Linked DNA regions of Mus musculus: region 1 is linked to region 2. Evidence: chromatin contacts called from public HiChIP or PLAC-seq data. All regions are on one chromosome and are shown on one strand. Each heading gives the region's core, a stretch centred on a gene start, on an enhancer-like site or on the middle of the called end of the contact. The rest is flanking DNA. Distances are from core to core; before and after follow the strand shown. Region 1 has its middle 5.0 kb from the start of Mir23a. Region 2 has its middle 3.5 kb from the start of Gm51542.

Region 1 (2,835 bases), core at 301-2,800, 430 kb after region 2:
CCAGGCTAGCCTCAAATTTCTGATCCTCCTGTCTCCGCACCTGAGTACTGCACCATCCCTGGCTTCCACAGTCCTGGTGATTGAACTCCGGCCCTGGGCATGCCAGGCGAGCACTCCACTCTTTGAGCTACATCTTTGTCTCCTGTTTAGTTGACAGAGACAGGGTTTCTTGTAGTCTGGGCTAGCCTCAAACTTGCCATGAAACTAACGGCGGACTTGAGCTCCGCATTCTCTTTCCTGCAACTCTCAAGTGCTAGGGTTATGGGCATGGGCCACCAACTCCAGCTCAGGCGGCCTTGTCTTTATGGAGAGAGTGTAGACATTCCTGGGATTGTCTCTGCCGCCTCAGTTTTTCCATCTGTGAATGGGAACTTTTGGAGATGCAGTGGAACAGAGCACACTCTCTAGTCTCCCATAGGGTGCTGAGGTCTCCTCATATCCTGTGTTGAATGTCCTCAGTGGACATGGAGGTGTGTCTTCCTAGCTGGCCATGGGGAAGGATTGAGGGTGGTGGCGTGGGCGTGAGAATTCTTGGGTAGGGAAGGACAGCATCATGCCGGGCATGGCTGAGTCACACTCGAGCGGCGCCTTGCCTCAGGCTGCTGGAGCTAGAACTGGCGCCACCCTGGGTGTGGCTACTGAGCTGTGGCCCTGGGCAGAGCAGGGCTGGGTGGCAGGATGGGCACATGGGCCTTGAGGGACTCGGGGGAGCAAATCTGGGATGCCCGGTGATACCTCCCTTTTGTCTCCTGTGTACATTTGGGGCTCTGGAACCCTAAGCTTTGGGCCTGGGAATAATAATAATTATCGATCTATTAATAAAAGTTTTTGAGGCATGATCTAATGTAATGTAGTCCATGCTGGCCTGGAACTGGATAAGTAGTCCAGGATGTCCTTGAACTGGTCCTTAGGCCTCCACCTCCTGAATGCTAGGCTTACTTGTGTGCACCATGATGAAGGGTTTCTGCTTTAAGATGGGACCTGCTGACTCCATGCTTCCAGCAAAATAGCCAAGCACTCTCTACCCACAGTCAACTTTGGGGGTCGAGACACAGTCTCATTTCATAGCCTACCGCGGTCTTGAACACATGGCAGTCCTCCTGGCTCAGCCTCCTGAATGGTAGACTGACAGAGACGCCTCACAATGCCTGGCTGGTTCCTGGAAGTTTTGCGGAGTTAAGGGAGTGAGCCAAGCCTTCCAGAAGACAGTGGGTGATGGAGGTCAGCGCTCCTATCTCCAGTCCCAGGCCAGGCCAGGACCTGGGATGAACTTCACCCTGGGAGCACTGATTGGCTTGAGGGGAACCCAGCACCGCAAACAGAATGTTAAGGAATAGAGTGGGGGATCTGGTTGTTGGACTGTGTGGCTGGCGGGCAGCGAGGGTGGGACGTGGCTGTCGTCTTTGCCTATTTATACCAAGTGATTCAGCCCTCCCTCACCCCTTCCTGCGCCCCCTCCACTCGCGGCTAGGCACTAGGCCCACCCACTTGCCTATGCCCTGCCCCCCAACCCGGGCGGGTTGTCTGGTTCCTGCGTGGGGACGGACGTGGAGGGCAGGCATCTGTGCCGCAGGTCGGGTTGGCCCCAACCCAGCCGCCCAGCTCCTGGGAAGAGTGGGCCATTAGCGAGCGCTGGTGGCTGGGGCGGGGGCGGAGCTGGGCGGAGACTGCAGCCCTTGGTATTTTCCGATCCTCGCTGCTTCGCGAGAGTGGAAAGTATTTGAGGATCAGGGTTGGGGACGACCGGAGGGCCTCTGCCCTGGTTCTTTCTTGGGGTTCACTGTGGGTCCTCCAGGGATGCCGAGGGCTTGAAGGCTGTGTGTGCTAATTTAACTGACTGGGATACCACAGCCCAAGGCCCCCCGCCCTGTTTCTCAAGCCCTCCAGCTCCAGGACTTCTGTCCCTTTGAGTCTCCCTGTGAGACTAAGAGTCAGTACAGGGTGTCCCAGCTCCTGGACACCTGCGTGGTAATGCCCCCTCCACGCCAGACACAGACCTCTGGTGTGTGTGAGGATGGGAGTGGCCTTGGCTGCAGCCTTGGGCTCTTTGTAGGGGAAACCCCACAGGAAACCAGCCTGGCCAAATGGCCGCCCTTCCCGTTCTGGTCCCTGGGACGAATATGCTGTCTCACTTCCGGAGGTGATTGGGGAGGCTGGTCAGCCTGTGGACCTGGGCTGCCCCCAGAACCCAAAGAGACAGAGGTGGATTGGGGCTGGAGACTGTGTGTGTGTGTGTGTGTGTGTGTGTGTAAGCACGCGTACTGGGGAAGACACATCAGAATATCTCAATCCTTATTCCTCATTCCTCAGACATCGGTGATGCCAGATCTAGACGTTAAATCCACTGTCCTGCCTGTCACTGCCTGATATGACTGAATGCTTCTGTCCTTGATGTCACCCAGGAACTCTTCCAATTATTGGGAAGTAGAGATTTTCTTTTTTTTTAAGACTTATTTTTTTACTTTTGTGTATGTGTTGGGTATGTGCATGTATGTGTAGGTGCCTAAAGGGTCCAGAAGAGGGCGCCACATGTGAGCCGGGAAACCAAATTCAGGTTCTCAGAAAGCAATATGCAGTCTAAACTATTGAGTCATCTTTCCAGCCCTGAACTTGTTTTCTTTTTTTTTTTTTAAGATTTATTATTATATGTAAGTACGCTGTAGCTGTCTTTAGACACTCCAGAAGAGGGTGTTAGATCTCATTACGGATGGTTGTGAGCTACCATGTGGTGGCTAGGATTTGAACTCAGGACCTTCGGAAGGGCAGTCAGTGCTCTTACCCGCTGAGCCATCTCTCTAGCCCTAAACTTATCTTTTTTAGAGTCTCATGTATCCC
Region 2 (3,106 bases), core at 135-2,634:
AGATCCACCTGCATCCCTAGTACTAGGATTAAAGCCATGCACCACCATGCCAGCGAGGTCTTAACAAAACTTATCTTCCTGGTGTTCTCTCTCTCTCTCTCTCTCTCTCTCTCTCTCTCTCTCTCTCTCTCTCTCTCTCTCTCTCTCTCTCTCTCTCTCTCTGTGTGTGTGTGTGTTTTTGTAGTATCTTCAGGGCTGTGCTCAGGAAAAGGTATGAGAATGAAGGATCCTTTTCTGGAGGAAGGAGGGGATGAAGGATGCTTAGATGGGAAGAAAAGGAAGCTTAAAGGCACAAGAATGAGCGAGCCTAGGGAGGGCGCAACACCTCCGTGGTGCTAGCCACACAAGTCAAGCCAAAGCTGTTTAGGGTTATGGGACCCGTCCCTATGGGGTCAGCAGAGAGCGAGCTGGCGGAGCAGTGGGAGAGCTGAAGAAGGGGTCTGATTTCCATAGATCTAGGGTGGAGAGGACGCGCGAGGAAGCCTACTGGGGAGTTGAGCTGATAGGGCCAGGCTGCAGCTAGGCCACACGGGCTTGGGCGATGCCACGCCTCCTTGCCTTGGCATCCGAACATTTCCACATAAGGCTTGGCTGGCGGTGTCTGGGTGGCTGAGGAAGAAGCTTGTGCCCTTTGAGTTCAGGGAAATGAATTAGAAGCTCCTGGACTGGGTCCCAGGGGAGTCGTTGTGGACAGAGAGGTTGGATGAAACGGGAGAGTGGAGAAGACGGCCGTCAGGGCAGCCTCTCTGGGACCTGGCCATCGCCAACCGCCGCACTGGGAGACCTTCTCTTTCCCGAGCCTTCGTTGGCCCAGCAGCTCACATTTAAGTGCTTGGAGTTCATGTTCCTCTACATCATATCAGTAAACTTTGAGGTCTCAATTTCAGAATCTACCCAGAATCTACCTGCGCGCCATCTCCTCTACCAGGTCCAGCCCCATTCTCTACCCAGGAACCTGCGCAGTCAGCTGGCTCCTCCCCCTTAGTTCCGCCCAATTGTTCTCTTGGCCAGTGCTAAGTCAGAGTGGTCCTTGTGGTCCCACAGGTCTGTTACTCCTGTGTTCTCTCTTCCCACCAGCCCCACCGGCTTCTTTCTCTTCCCTGCGTGAGCCTGCCTTGAAACCTTTTTCCTGCTTATCTGTTTGCCTGGCGTTCTTCTCCAGAGGGCCCCCACACGGATCTTTCCGTCCCCAGATGCCCCTTGCTTAAAAATGTTCCAGAGTCTTGGTGGCTCACGCCTGCAGTATCAGCAATCGGGAAGCGGAGGGAGGAGAATTAGGAGTTCAATCAAGGCCAGCCTCAGCTATGTATCTAGTTTGAGGCCAGCCTGGGATACTTGAGACTCTATCTCAAATGAAAAAGCAAACACAAAACTCCACCCTTCCCCGTTTCCTTTCTCTTAACACAACTGTCAGCATGCTAGTTTATCTTGCTTCCTGTCTGCCCTGTGGAAGGTGGAGGTTCTTTTGTTTTTTGGGGGGGGTTGTTTTGTTTTGCTTTTGAGATAAGTTCTCTCTAGTCAAGGTTGACTTCCAAATCAAAGCAATGTCCCTGTCTCGGCCTCCCAAGTGCTGGGTGGGATTAGAGACAACAGCAAACACAGCTGCTTTGTGTGTGCACAGGTCCATGTCAAGTATACCCCTTAATAGCCCTTCATCTTAGTTTTTTTTGGGGGACACCATCTTTAATGGAACCAAGAACTTAGCTGACCAGTGAGCCTTCAGGACCCACCTACCTCCAACTCCTACCCTCCCTTCACCCCCCCCCCCCAAGCCTCGGCCCTGACACCCACTCAGTGCTAAGATCATAGAGGAGCCATCCAGTATTTTACTTGGGTTCTGGGGATCATACTGAGGTTCTCATGTTGACACAGTGAGCACTTTCGCAACTGGGCCATCTCCACAGCTCCCTCTGTGAGATGTTTCAAGACGGGGTTTTGCCATGTTGCCAGGCTAGCCTCCACTTGGCTCCTCCTGTCTCTACCTTTGAAGTGCTGGGCTGACAGCTACAGACACCATCTGGCCAGTTGGAGAGTGGGCATTTTTCTCTGGTTTGTTCCCCAAGGCTTCTTAGAACAGGGTCTATGGGTATTTGTCAACCCAGTGAGCTGAAAGGCTATCCCTGTGGTTTGTTATGGTGACATTTTAATTGCTTTGTTGAGGCACAATTTATGTAGCATGTAATTTGCCCATTACAAGCCTCCAGTTGCAGAGCTGGTGATGCAGCCTGTTGGAGCATCTGCTTAGCGCACACACCAGGAGCAGGGCTCCATCTCTGGCAGTAAAAGAGAAGAAGCCGGGAACCCCATGTTAGAAAAAGAACAGTCCAGGTGTCATGCAGAACGCAGGATCGAGGTAAAAGTGACCTCGCAAGGTGATATCTTTCTTCTTACACAACAATTGTGCCACAACCCGAAACTAAGCACACACTCAGCAAAATGGCACCGCCTTCTAATGAAGACGGTGGTCACGTCCGACTCAAGTAACCAATCAGCATAGGGGAGAAGGGGGGTTTCAAGGAAACATAGACCGACCACCCCAATCCCCCCTTCTCTTGTAAAAAACAAACAAACAAACAAACAAAAAACCCCTCTCTCTGCTTTCTGAAGAGATAACAGACATTTTGAAGATGGGGCAAACACTGGTCTGGCTTTTGCAGCTGAAAGGCGTCATTAGGTATGGCAGTCAGGGTTCCCTTCTAGTGGGCCTATTAGTAATAAAGACCCCCAGGTAGGTGCACAGGTCGCTTCATTTGTGTAATTGTCAGGTGTAGCAAGGAAAGCAGACCCTTGACTGGAGAAGTGGCGGCAAGATGGTTAGCATGGCAAGGCCCAGGCGGGGAACCGGGAGTCAGAATCGAGATTTTTAAATGTCAAAATTAAAGTCCATTAGGATGTCTCGATGGGCTCACAGGCCCTCCATTTACTGCCACTCCTTGTTTGTCTTTGGCCTCTAAAGCTGGTCTCCAGAGGGATGAAGCTGAAGCCAGGATCTGCTTCCAGGCCCTTAGCTAGCTGCTGGAGTGGCTGGGATCAGTGTGAGGTCCCTTGAGCCCTGTGGCTTCTGGGTAGAGAGAAGAGGTCTTTAGCTATCATTGTGTTTTAGGTT

What was found. HiChIP or PLAC-seq counts read pairs in DNA pulled down with a chosen protein or histone mark.
Region 1: an H3K27ac HiChIP or PLAC-seq map of regulatory T cell precursor shows a contact between it and region 2, with 5 times the contacts expected there. The contact joins two enhancer-like sites. A contact is called at or near these places in 1 of 39 promoter capture datasets (pre-B cells), 1 of 484 Hi-C or Micro-C datasets (the G1E-ER4 cell line) and 9 of 115 datasets of contacts at active chromatin or transcription factors (the 230-238 cell line, double positive thymocytes, embryonic forebrain and 6 more).

Annotation. Positions count from the first base shown.
Region 1 is chr8:84,202,106-84,204,940 of GRCm38.p6, forward strand. No RefSeq gene overlaps it. Among named protein-coding and RNA genes, the nearest start is that of Mir23a, 5.0 kb to the right of the region's middle. Within about 2 kb of position 1,551, at least 381 of the 459 cell types and tissues checked have an H3K27ac peak or open chromatin away from gene starts, as enhancers often do. A contact at or near this core is called in the G1E-ER4 cell line, double positive thymocytes, regulatory T cell precursor and 1 more, where this site is marked.
Region 2 is chr8:83,772,292-83,775,397 of GRCm38.p6, forward strand. No RefSeq gene overlaps it. Among named protein-coding and RNA genes, the nearest start is that of Gm51542, 3.5 kb to the left of the region's middle. Within about 2 kb of position 1,385, at least 105 of the 459 cell types and tissues checked have an H3K27ac peak or open chromatin away from gene starts, as enhancers often do. A contact at or near this core is called in the G1E-ER4 cell line, double positive thymocytes, regulatory T cell precursor and 1 more, where this site is marked.